Regions from separate parts of the Mus musculus genome. Here region 2 is linked to region 1. Evidence: chromatin contacts called from public Hi-C data. All regions are on one chromosome and are shown on one strand. The core of a region is the stretch at or near the end of the contact, and the rest is flanking DNA. Distances in the headings are between cores, read along the strand shown.

Region 1 (6,922 bases), core at 740-3,239:
ACACACACACGTTGAAAGTGTCTGTGCTCTCCGCCTGAGAACTTTGCTCCATCCTGAGCACAGCAGCGGCTTGCTCACCCATTTCCTGTCTCCCCAGCAGCAGGCATAGCTCTGGCTGCTGGCATCTGGGGCACCACTCTGATTCACCTCTCCAGCAAAGATACTTGCTTCGTGATCATCATCACCCCTGACACTTGCCTCGGCTCATTTGCTCCATTGGTGACTCAGTCCATGGGCCTCCAACAGATGTATGGACCTTTTATCAGAGAGCTTTCTGAGTGAGTGGCACCCTGCCTGATGGCTCTCCCTTTCCTGACTGGTCCCTGTTCAGTTCCTTTACCATGAAAAGCATCTTGGTAGCTGCTAAAACTTTTGATTTCTGTTTTTAACTTTCTCTTTGAAGATGTTTTTTCTGTTTTATCCCTCCCCCTTTACCTATCTAATCTCTTTCTCTTTTAAAGCTAACACTGTACATAAGGCTAACAGATTAGTTATACTCAAAAACGAGTTGAAATATTGGATTGTGTGAAAAGAACATCAAGGAATGAAGTTGAGAGTGGCTGTGATGACTTAAAACAAAAAATAGGAGACCATGTGACAAAGACTCAGAAAAGAGAGAAGCCCAGAACCTCAGGAATTTTTGATTGGGGACATTTTAGCAAAAAATCTAAAAAGATCCCCTCAGCTGGGCATGTGGAGTGTGAAATTCCTGAGTACTGACCTTGGAAATGTGTCTCCTCAATGTCTCCAAAGCCAGCATTTCATCAGCAAGAAACGTTTGGCAATTTTCTTTTAAATTCAAAGACTTTCCAAAATCCCAAGTGTAAAAGTCAGATCATCTCTGACACGGTATGTTCAGCACCCCTCCCAACTTGCATGGCTGAAGGCAGTGAACTGAGTGCCCCCCCACTCCCACTGTAACCCCAACACTTCTGTCTGCAGCCGTCAGGCACACCAGGGCCTTTTACTGGGACTTTCTGAATCGCTTTGATTCTTTTCATTGGGTCAAGAGAGTGAACGTACACAATAGTCAGCAAAACAATGATAATTGGTGCTTACTGAACGAGTGCAGATGGTAGCTTCAATCACCTCCCTGCCTAGACTCTGATCATAGCACACTGGGGTGCCATCTGTCACCCCTAGACAAACATCTTTAACCAGCATCTCTTCCTGAAGCCCACTTGGACCACCCTTTGGAAAACCATCACCAAGGCCAGTAAGGTACCTGTGGTGACTCACCTCAGCCTAGCCCACCATAGACCCTTAGCAGAGCAGGTGTGTATAAGTCAGAGCCAGACAATCAGAACACCCTCCCTGCTCCAAAGTAGCAATGTAAAAAATTGAACCCAATGGTGTTGGTTCAGTTTGGTACAGAATGGAATCGAGTGGTTTCTATGTGGTTCTCTGACTAGTTTTCTGGTTATCACTCCTGGATACTTAATCTCAGAGTCAGTCATGGGAAGCCATATTTTTTTTTAAAAATATTATTTTTTGGTACCAATTAGTTTCTATATAATCTCATTTAGTCCCCACTCATCTCCCTTAGCCAACTGGCCCCTTGGGTCCCTTGGGGACGTCCTCAGGGCTCCTGCATGCTTGCAAAGTGACCAGGGCTGTCCTACCTGAGCTCATTTTCCACCCTGAACCCTTTCCTTCGGGCCAGCTCCATGAGGAAGGCTCTTCGAGTTGTTCCCATCTTCTTTTCCAAAATGAAGAGGACCAAGTCTCGAAATCGGATGTCATAAGGCGTGGAAGCCACTGGGGTGCCCAGCTGCCTGGGTCTTTTCTTCCGAGGACCCAGGTGGACTGCTTGCAGTGGATCCATGGAAGCAGACAGTCTAGCTCTGTCTGTACCATCAGGTGGTGTCTCCAGAATGAGGGCTCTGATGTCCTCTCACCAGCAAACCCATAGGTACCACCCTGGTGACAACTTCCTGCTGAAGGAATGTCTCACTCTGATCAGGTCCTTTCTCCCAAAATGGAGCTCTTGACAGAAAGAACAGTGAACTTGGGTTTTCATACACTTGATCTCTGCAGTACCTCAGAATAAACTTATGAAGAAAGGGGGACCTCGCCACTGGTTGAGTACTGTTATTTATCTTTAGACATGTTCAAACCCTTTAGGTTGCATTTTAAAAGCCATTTTTTAAAAAATGTATTACATTTGCTTACTGCGCAAGGGGGCATGTGTGTGCATGCCATGACATCAGTGTGGCAGTCAGAGGCATCTTTCCCCCTCCACCGTTGTAGGTCCCAGGAATCAAACGTGGGTTGTCAGTCTTGGTAGCAAGCTTCTATCATCACCACTTAGTCATCTAACTGCTCCTGCTGACTTTATTCATTGATTCCTGCTTTACTCTAGCTCACTTCTATTCTTTCTCTCGGACCTACGTTATGGTACACTGGATGTCTGTAATTGGCACAGATGTGTTACATACAGCTGTTGTGATTTCACGTGAATGCCACCTGAATTTCTCACTCTGCTGGTTGCTTTTTTTTTTTTAATTTTTTTTTATTTTATGTGCATTGGTGTTGGAAGGTGTCAGATTCCCTGGAACTGGAATTGCAGACAGTTGTAAGCTGCCACATGGTTGCTGAGACTTGAACTCTGGCCTGCTGGAAGAGCAGTTAGTGCTCCTAACCACTGAGCTATCTCTCCTGGCCCCATGGTCACTTTTTTCCCAACAAGCCCATAACTGTGATTTTCCTGGCTCTGTCTACTCTGCTGCTTTAGTTACTATCGTTTTGCAGTGGGCACAGGACCACAGGCTCCCGTGTGTGAGCACATTTTATAGAAAGCTAAGGTTCAGACACTGCAGATCACAGAGTATGGGGCAAATGAGATCATGAATGCAGTTCTTCAGACTTCAACCGTGATGCAACTTAGTTTGTTTTTGGTTTCTATTTTTTCAGTGCACTAAGTTTCCAGAGAGTGGTCGCTACATAACTAACATAGGTCTCTGAGACGAGATGAGTTTTGGAGAAGAGTCATGGGCATGGAGTTAGGGACATTTTCACAGCCCTGTGCAAAATGAAAATTTCATCTTTAGTTAATATTACTTAGTAGGTCTCACTTCTGGAACACCTACTACAGGACCTAGGCAAGACCTCAAAACCTTTGCTGACTGAATTCTTATAAGACCATACTGCCAGCTAGATACCCATATAATACGGGGGGGGGGGGTTGTCAGTGCCCACAAAGTACCATACAGGCAGCGAGATGCAGCAGAGAAGATCCTCAGCCCCGCAAGCAACTTGCTCAAAGTCACAGAACAAATCAGTAGCCACCACTAAGAAATGGCTGAGTCAGGACTCGGAGTCAGGTTTGTCTGACTCCAAAATGTATATACTCTTGGGGCCGGTGAGATGGCTCAGTGAGTAAAGGAGCTTGCTGCCCATCCTCGAAACTTTGTGTTTCACCACAGCAGCTAGCACAGTGGAACGTGAAACTGATTCACACAAGTTGTCTTTTGATCTCCATAGAAGTACCAGGGCGCGTATGTGTGTGGGTGTGTGGGTGTGTGTGCGCGCACGTGCACACACACATGCACACATAAACTAAAAAATCAAAATTAAAAATGTATGCTCTTAACCAGACTGGTAGTACAATGCCTTTAATCCCAGCACTTAGGAGGCAGAGGTAGGAAGATCTCTGTGAGTTCAAGGTCAGCCTGGTCTATAGAGTCAGTTCCAGGGCAGCCAGGGCTACACAGAGAAACCCTGCCTCAAAAAAAAAAACAAAAAAAAAAAAAAAAAAAAAAAAAACAAAAAACAAAAAGCAAAAACAAATATATATGTGTACACACACACACATGTATTTACACACATACACATACCAAACAGCCTCCTTCTGTCATGCCTCCTTACCCAGTAATAAATATGGACCCTTCTCATGTATTCCACCACAGCATTTGGGACTTTTACTGCCTTCAAGAGCGTATGAACGCATGAGCACCTCAGCACTGCCAAAGGAGGGTGCTATGACAGCTGCCATCGGGCATCCACAAGGCTGTTTCATGCAAGAATGACAGAGAGCTGTAGTGAACAGACTTTGGCTCTCTGCAAGTATCTACACCTGTCAAAAGTGCAGAGTGGGCTCCCTGTGTGGTAGAGACCTTGACGGTGTTCACGGACATGTAGCAGAAGGAACTTAATCATCTGGAGGGGCCTTTTGTGCAGCTCTCTGAGACTAGGGTGCAATGTTTGCTTGATAGAGACCAATGAGTGGGGACAAGCCTCCCCCCACACACACTTTGGCCCCCTGTTAGATGCTTGGTTTCAGACAGCTACATGATAGAATTAGTCTTAGCCTCCAAGTGGTCTGACAGCATGAACAAGGCAGTCCTCTAGCTAGGCCCCGGGGTGGTATCATCCCCATAGTAACGTGAGTCCACAGAAGCAGCAACGGGGACAGAGAATAGCACACAGACAGAGGATGCCGCCATAGATGCACAAGCTTCTATCTGCACAGCAATGTGAGACCACAGAAGCAGCAATAGGAACAGAGAATAGCACACAGACAGAGGATGCAGCCAGGGATGCACGAGCTCCCATCTGCACAGCTGGGAGGCTGTGACCTTGCGTAGTTGCTTCACTTCCTTAAGCCTGTTTTCCCCACATCTAAATCAAGAACTGAGATAGCCCATTTCACCCCCGTACAGAAGGCGTGACACAGAGGAGAACCTTAAGTAAGAGTCAATAGTAACTTTTATTTTGTTCAGAGGGTCAACTTAGCTCAATCTAAAATCAGATCTATAGTTTATAAAATTGTTAAGTTATCCAAGTATCACATTGACCAGTGTTAACTACTGCTGCACCCAAGAGTGGGACACGTTTCCTACAGTCAGTCTGAGCTGACTCAGTGTCCTTTTCTGATTCCTAGATTTCCAGTGCCCATTAAAGAAGTCTTCTATGGCCGGGTGTGGTGGCGCACGCCTTTAATCCCAGCACTCGGGAGGCAGAGGCAGGCAGATTTCCAAGTTCAAGGCCAGCCTGGTCTACAAAGTGAGTTCCAGGACAGCCAGGGCTACACAGAGAAACCCTGTCTCAAAAAAACAAACAAACAAAAAAACCAAACAAATAAAAAAGAAGTCTTCTATGGTAAATTCTCTCTTGTATGAAACACCCAACTGAATCTTTAATACAATGAGAGCAGAGGTACACGCAGGGCATTAGCCACACCACTAGAGGCATACTCCATCTGAAGAGAGACTCAGGAAGACGCACATACCAGGCAGCTCATCATGGCCTGATCTGTACATAGAGTTTAGAAACAACACGAGCTGTCTACTAGCCAGCTGTTGGATAAAGGGTAACAGGTAAGTCATGCCATAAACTAGTTAATGGCATGTGTAAATGTCCACAATCTAATAATTACAAAACCAGCTCATAATACGTGGTGACCAATTCTCATAGAGAGGAGCAAGGAGGCATATGACCAGCCCTACATCAGAACAGAGAATCCTGCCACTCAGGGGGTTTAGGCAGGACTTTTAGCTTTGTCTTTGTGCATTTTTCTTTTACAGACTTATTTCTTTCCTTCCTCTCCTTTCCTTATTTATTTTTCTTTGAGATGGAGTCAAGCATGCTTCCCAGGCTGATCTAACCCAGCAACTTACAAGGCCTTTCCCAACGCCACCTCTTGGAGCAACTTGTACTACACACTATGTTTGGCTGTTGTTTAACAGACTCCTACAATAGACAGGAATTGTATTTTAGCCACAACAGTAAATTACTTTTAATTTTTTTCTCTTGTGTTTACATCTTGGTGACTCAAAGGTGGTGAGATTATTTTAAGTGAGCTGAATAAAGGGTGGACATGTCTCTGCTTCATCCTGTGTGAGGTCCTGCCTGACTGTCAGGCAATACTCTACTGATCCAGAGCCCTGATGGTGGGGAAAGCAGGGGTTGGAGTTAGAACCGTTTAGGAATCTCACCCTAACCAACTCTGGAGATGAAGTCTGGGGCTTCCAATCCCAGTTTTCTGACTCTCGGGGTCCTTCACAATAGCATCATGTAGCCTGAAGCCTTTGTACTATGATTTGAAAATAGTTTTTACCCTCGAAACCTATATGGGAACTTTATTGCCATTGGAGCATTGTTGGGAGGTGGACCTGGAGGGGCAACTAGACATCAAAAAGGATTAGTGCCTTTGTCACAGGTTGGATGCAGGGTTGTTGAAACATAAAGCCACCCTTCATTATTCATCCCTGCCACACACACCCCGCTTGCCTTTCTGTTCCCACCATGGGAAGGAGAATGCAACCTTATCTATGTTCAGTGACATCCCAGCCTGCAGAACGGTTAGCCAAAATAAGTCTTATAAATTACCCAGTTTCAGACGGTTTGCTCTAACAGCTGAAAATGGACTACACAGTCACGGCTTAATGAAAGGAGGTGGAAAACTGCTCAGAATCATGGAAGCATGGTGGTCACTTTTGGAATTAATTAAACTCTGTTTATCAAGTACCTTGAACATTGTGAAACATGGGTCTGGGGAGCTATCTCAGTTGGTAAAGTGTTAGCCACCCAAGCATGAGGATGTGAGTTTGATCCATGGTATTCGTATTAAAAGCTGGTTGTGACAGCATGAACTTGTAATCCAGTGCTAGGGTGACAGGGACAGGCAGATTACTAGGGTTTATTGCCCAGCCAGCCTCGCCTAATTAGAGTGAGAGACATTGTCTCAAAACAAGTGGGTGGCATCCTAGGTTGTCCTCTGAATACACACACACACACACACACACACACACTATGAAACACTATACAAAAGTCAATTGTTTTGTTATTTCCATTGGCATTCCTGATAGCGGCAGGAGTTAATTTCTTCCTTCTATACCATAATTTTCTGGTGCTAATTGCATCAGGTGTTAAGTGGCTCCTTGGTCCAGTCAATGGCCAATTAGTTCCAAATCCTTTGTGT
Region 2 (6,186 bases), core at 1,575-4,074, 220 kb after region 1:
CCACAGGAACACAAGACTACAGTAGGGAAGGATGCTGCAGAATTCTTCAGGCTTGTAGACAGCTTAAGTGTCTGAAGCCAAGGGGGCTGTGGGGGAGGAGCAGATTCCAGGGCTCTGGGAGCTCTGTAGACTGGCGGTCAGGGTAAGCGATGGGTTAATCCCTGACCCCACAGACTAGTGGGTGCCATGACTTCCAAGTTCCCGGGAGACTCTAATGTGTGCTCAGGATGATGTGAAGAAATAACTTGAGGGTTTTTTTTTATTCATATACTTACATTTTTATCATTGAACAAACAATCTACACTTTGCAAGGGACAAAATGGGTCAAACTGCTTATGACATTGCCCCGTCGATGGATTCCAAAGCAAACACTCGTCAGTTTCTTGAGTTAACACATAAGCCACATGGCCCTGCATAAGGAAAAAGATTCGTCATACAATGTATTTGTTGACTACCTTCTATATGTAAAAAAAATTATAGTTATTCTGAGTTGTAAAGCTTTCTTTGGGTTTAAAAAAAGTTTTGTTTTGTTTTGTTTTTATTTTTTTAAGGAGGAAAAACAACAGCAAAACCCAAAACAAAACAAAAACCAAACCACTACAACAACAAAAATCAAAGTCAAGAAAGTTTCAGAAATCCTCAGACCCAGGTAGTATGATGATTTAAATAAGAGAATCTATGAGCCAGTGTCACTGTTAGAGGTTCTGTAGGGTGTACTGGTGGCAATAAGACATGTTACTCTAACAAAATCAGTATGCTATGACGGCTTTCTAACAGATACTCCTAAAGCATTGTGACTGGGCCACTTTTGTCTAATTCACACAAAAGTGCTGTAGGAACTCAACTTTGGTTAGCATATACCTGCAGACTGAATACCAGGCCGAATAAGATAAACAGTTAAGTAAGATTATTCCCTAAGGCTCCGAGGGAATCATGGAAGGAGTTTAAAATCCACTAAATTAAAACTGAGAGAAAGATTTGGAATTAGGAGGTAAAGTATACAGGAAAGCAGTCTAATGGACAAGAAGCCTGGGGCAGGGGAGCATCTTAGTGGGCAAAGACACTTACCATGGAGGGCTAGTCAGTAACATGAGCTCCATCCTGGGGACCCATGAGAAAGCCCAAGGGAAACACCACAGCATGCCCTCTGACCTCCACAGCATGCCCTCTGACCTCCACGTGTGTGCCCTGGCACATCTCCTTGCCACCCATACACACACATACATACTAATAACAATAATATTTATTTAGAAAAAGACAGTAAGTATTAGTTATGGGGCCAATGAGAAGGCTCAGCTGGTAGAAGCCTGCTGGCCTGGCCACAGGAACCTGTGTAGGCAGAAGGAGAAAGCTCTCCAGTTTTCCTATGACCACTATGTGTGTGCTGTGGCATGTGACTTGTGAAATAATAAATACAATTTTAAAAAGTTGTTTTTAAGTATTTATTTATTTTATGTATGTGGATATACTGTCGCTGTCTTCAGACACACCAGACGAGGGTATCAGATCCCATTACAGATGGTTGTGAGCCACCATGTGGTTGCTGGGAATTGAACTCAGGACCTCTGGCAGAGCAGTCAGTGCTCTTAACCGCTGAGCCATCTTTTCAGCCCCTTAAAAAGTTTTTTTTTTTTAAAATGGTTATTATTTTGCTCTACATGTATCTTCTCATAGTGTTGAGACTTTCTTAGTGGAAAAATAAATAATTCAAGTAATGATAGTAATATTTAATATTTATTGGTTATGCTAAGATTCATACTGATTTTCCCCTTTTAATTCACTCTCAGTTTTGAAGGTAGGCATGTTTATCACGCACCCTCTTTAATGAGGACTTGGAGTTTAAGGGGCTAAAGTGACAGTGAAAAGCAGAGTGACACTTTCAGCAGAGGTTAGCAGGATGGAGAGGTGAACAAAGCCTAGCCCACACCTGAGTGAAGCTGCTGACTTTAAACTCAAGCCAGTCTGGACACTGCTCAGCCCATTGCCGTCCTGTCCCTACGTCTCTACTTCTCCTGCCCAGCTGCTGGCTTTAAACCCAAGCCAGTCTGGACACTGTTTGGCCCATTGTTGTCCTTGTCCCGATGTCTCTACATCTCTGGCTCAGAGTGCTTGCTCTTCATTTCTGTGTCTCCCGTTTCACCTCATCCACCAACTGAGGTGGAACCTGCCTGCTGTGGATTTTCTCTGTGGATCAAGTAAGAGTTATTTATTGAGATCTTATTAGTGCCACCTACTAGCACTTACAACCAGGGTAGTGGATCAAAGGGGACATTAACAAATTTGACAAATAATAAGCTATGGCAAGGGATCTTGGGAAATAAATCATATCATAGTAATAAACAAACAAAAAAACAAATAAGCAAAAGGTAAGACTGGAAATGCCGAAACGTGGCCAGATATCCACGTCAGGCCGGAATATATTCAGAAGTGTAATGTAAAGTGTTAAATCCTGGAGAAGCAGAGAAGACATCGTTAGAGAGTTAGCTCAAGCCTTACAGTGTAGTTTCTGAAACCGGACGGTGGTGGTGGATGAGAACAGCCACAGAGCCAGGCACGCCCGGGATGCCGCATGACCCCTTATCTCATTCACTGCACATTTGCCACAGACAGCTGCTGGGGTGTGAGGTGGTTTTATATTCCCGGAGGCCACGCCAAGAGCCCCATTTTACAAGAAGAAAAGTAGAAACTGTTCTTTGCACTGTAGAAATGTTGGTGTGCCAGCATTACCCTCAGGTCACAAATGCTTGCCCTTGAAGCTCTCGGGTGAGCGGGTGAGCGGGTGAGCGGGAAGTCTCCCAGACTGGCGGCTTAAGTGTGGTTGAGTTTCTTTCACACTTTCCCGGCACTTACTTCTAGTACTGAGGTTCCCAGGGTCACCAATGCCTTCTTCCCGAAGTACAGAAAGAAATTACAGAGAAGTATGGCATGCTCTTCTTTATTTCCAATGGCCAAACTAATGCAGCACTGGGCAAAAGGAAAAAAAAAAAAAGGAACAAAAAATAATACAATGTATTTTAAAAGGAGGAGGAAGAGAGGAAGAGGAGGAGAGAGGAAAGAGAAAGTTGAGTCCAGTAAACAAGGCATTTAGAGCCGTGAAGTCCAGCTTCCACTTTATCAGGCTGTTACTACAAAAGCAAAGCAGAAAGCTCTGACTTTGATAAGGAGTAAGAAGAAGAGAATATTAACTTGGGACACCGGGCCACTCAGATAATGGGATAGGTGATACGGATACTGTACAGAGTGGCAGGACAATTTATATCCCAGACAAGGCATTTCTTGCAAGGCAGATATACTGCCCTGAGCTTCCAAGGGTGCATTCTGGATAAATAATCACACAAGGATCTGGGAGAGTGATAATTGGGGCCTTGGAGCTACAGTCTGTCCTGTACCAATACAGTGTTTGATTCAAAGAAAGGAAGAGATATAAGTCAAATGATGCTCAATCAAGAAGCATAATAGAAACTTCTTACCCTAAAGAGCTAGACAGATGGGCTACAGATAAGAGATCCAACCCAGGATACTGAGCGAGCGTGTATGATAAACAGGAATAGGTACAGCAGGAAAGGCAGCCTGGTGGCCTAGGCCCACGACAATGGAAGTATGTTTGTTTGGTCCTTAGACATTTTTGTGTGTGTGTGTTTTTGTCTTGTTGTTATTGTTGTTGTTTTGAGTCCCTGTCTGTTCTAGAATTCACTATGTAGACCAAGCTGGCTTCAAACTCAGAGATATTTGCCTGCCTCTGTCTTTTGGGTGCTGGGATTAAAGGCATGGGCCACTACTCCCAGCCTTGGCCCTAGAATTTTTTTAAAAGAAAACTTTTGTGTAAACCTTTAGATTTCTGACTTCTGTTGAAAAAAAGATTCTGACTTTCTATTAATAACTTTGGGCCTAAATGTTCAATTGCCAGCTGTTAAGTCTCTCAGACTATCCACACACCCAGAAGGGAGCTTACACTGGACCGAAGATTTCTGACACTTAGATAAAAGCCAGAATTTCTCTGGAACTTATGAAACTGGTTCCCTTCTACCAGGAGTCATTTCCCTTACCTCTAGCAGAAGGGACACATGGCTGCCTATGGTGCCTACCACGATATCAAAGTCCATGTTGGCCTCTGTGTTCCCTCAGTATCACAAGTGCCTCTTCACATTTCAAAGTCCATCCTAGGCCTCCTCGCCCCTCCTCTACCCTCCCTCCAGCTCATGGGCTTCCCTCCCCACAGCCATCCATCCTTCCTATATCCCAGCTATTCCCACTCTTCTCTTTGTTACACACGTTCTCTCTTTAGCTTTTGCTGTCCACTTTCTCTCTGTGTCTCCTATTACCACTAACTCTCTCTATTTCACTGCTCTCTCTCTCTCTCCCCTCCTTTCCCCTCCCCTCCCCTCCCCTCCCCTTCTCTCTTCTCTCTCTCTCTCTCTCTCTCTCTCTCTCTCTCTCTCTCATTGCTATTTTCCTTCTCTCGAAGAGAGCCCTGGTGGTGCCCAGTCTGCCAGCCATTTCCATCTACTTCTTTTTGTCTACACCCTGGGCTCCTTCAGGTGGCTCGGTCTGTCCTCCCTTTTCTATCTACAACAAAGCCCCTAACCATATCATGGGTCATGTCAGCAGTTTCTTTACTGTGCCCACTGGGATACAGCAGCAATCTGCTGTTGAGTAGCAGTGATAACACACCAATGAGACACATGCTCTCCGGTTCATGACGGCCCTAGAGAGAGAGAGAGCCAGGGACGTGGGGTGGGATGGGAGGCCAGTGAGCTCCCGGTTGCAACTATTTATTCAGCAGCATGGAAGAGAGCATAGCAAGAGATACAGCCACACCAGTGTGCCCTGGCTGCATCTGATGCTAGATGACAGGGTTCAGAGAGAGTAGAATACCTCGCTGCTGACGTTCCCACAGAATAGGAATATTCATGAGGAATTACTTGGACTTTTGAATGGAAAATCACCCTAATGACTTATTTTCATAAATGACTATGGAGTAGGCAAGTAGACACAAATTATCAGATACTTTCTGTTGTGAGGTATCTACCAGAGAAGACTGCTAGACTGGGTTTTAAACTAATAGAAAGCCTTTATAAGCTGGCTGGCTTCCCTGGATGCCTGACATCCCAGTGTAGCCCTGAGCCTTTCTTAGGATGAGCTTTTAAGCACAGGAACCATTCTCTGGGTTGACAGACTTCAGTTAAGAATAGTTAGCCAGAATCAGAACTACAAAAACCAAGGAAAGCAAGGTTAGTACATTTAGAGACTTTCCCAAAACTACGGGTTTTGATGGATTAGGTCTTTGTTTTCGTTTTGGCAGGTGGTGCTGTGTGCTGAATTTTACAGCCTGAATGGTACTTCCATCATGGAGTCATTTGTGCTAAGGTCTCAGGGCTTGCTAAGGTCTGGGGGCCCTGTTACATTCTCATATTTCACAAAGCAGAACACTACATAAGAAGTGCTACCTTAAGGGGAAAGACAAGTGAGAAATAGCATACATTTTAACTATAAAATGTCGTTTGTTACCTCTGATGTCATCCATATGTCAGAACCATCATTTTCATCCAACGTCTCGGCCGCAAAAGGAATCAGAGATACGAATCGGGCAATGAGGTCCTGGAACGGTATTAACTGACGTTCACTGAGCATGTCCATCATCCCGCATAGCACTTCATAAGCAGAACACACTACAGGTCTCCAGGGGCCAGAAAGAACAAGCTTAGAGGGATAAAATAACTTGCTCAGAGGCACAAAGGTGAGTCTCTGGGGATTGGGCCCAAACAGCCTGACACAGAGAAGACTTGTCCCACATTATGTTTTATTGTAACAAATTATTACAATTTAAAAACACTATACCACTGCATCAACATTAAATGTATACTTTCTAACTGTAAATGTCAGCATTTTTTTAAAAGGTGAGAAACAACGAATATTTGCCTTGCTTTTGGTTCAACATCTTTCTGAACTCCTCTTCTTAGAAACTTCTTTAAGCTGCTGCAGCCAGAAACAGAGGGAGACGTGACCTGCTTCCTCAAACACAAGGGCACCGAAGGATGTCCCCTCCCCACCAGAATGAGGCAGGCCAAGACTCAGGCAAGAAAGGAGAAAGGGCAACACGCAGGAAGCTCTTTAACATTTGAAGTGATGTGTAACAGGTGCACAGCCACCACGGGTTGTACTAATGACTTCATGCGGTTACGGCTC

Evidence for each region. A called contact is a pair of places that touch in the nucleus more often than the background predicts.
Region 2: a Hi-C map of LSK cells shows a contact between it and region 1, with 2.3 times the contacts expected there. The contact joins the enhancer-like site here to the promoter of Dntt in region 1. A contact is called at or near these places in 2 of 39 promoter capture datasets (pre-B cells and stem cell-derived epiblast-like cells), 5 of 484 Hi-C or Micro-C datasets (CD4 T cells, LSK cells, hematopoietic stem and progenitor cells and 2 more), 1 of 115 datasets of contacts at active chromatin or transcription factors (large pre-B cells) and 1 of 9 other capture datasets (liver).

What each region holds. Positions count from the first base shown.
Region 1 is chr19:41,024,342-41,031,263 of GRCm38.p6, reverse strand. Dntt (deoxynucleotidyltransferase, terminal) reads right to left here and starts at 1,989. Exons shown (of 11, transcript NM_001043228.1): 1 at 1,623-1,989. The coding sequence starts at 1,825.
Region 2 is chr19:40,809,994-40,816,179 of GRCm38.p6, reverse strand. Cc2d2b (coiled-coil and C2 domain containing 2B) reads right to left here. Exons shown (of 35, transcript NM_001376940.1): 29 at 5,509-5,598; 30 at 2,851-2,964; 31 at 276-410. Among named protein-coding and RNA genes, the nearest start is that of Gm33482, 5.2 kb to the left of the region's middle. Within about 2 kb of position 2,824, at least 45 of the 459 cell types and tissues checked have an H3K27ac peak or open chromatin away from gene starts, as enhancers often do. A contact at or near this core is called in LSK cells and hematopoietic stem and progenitor cells, where this site is marked.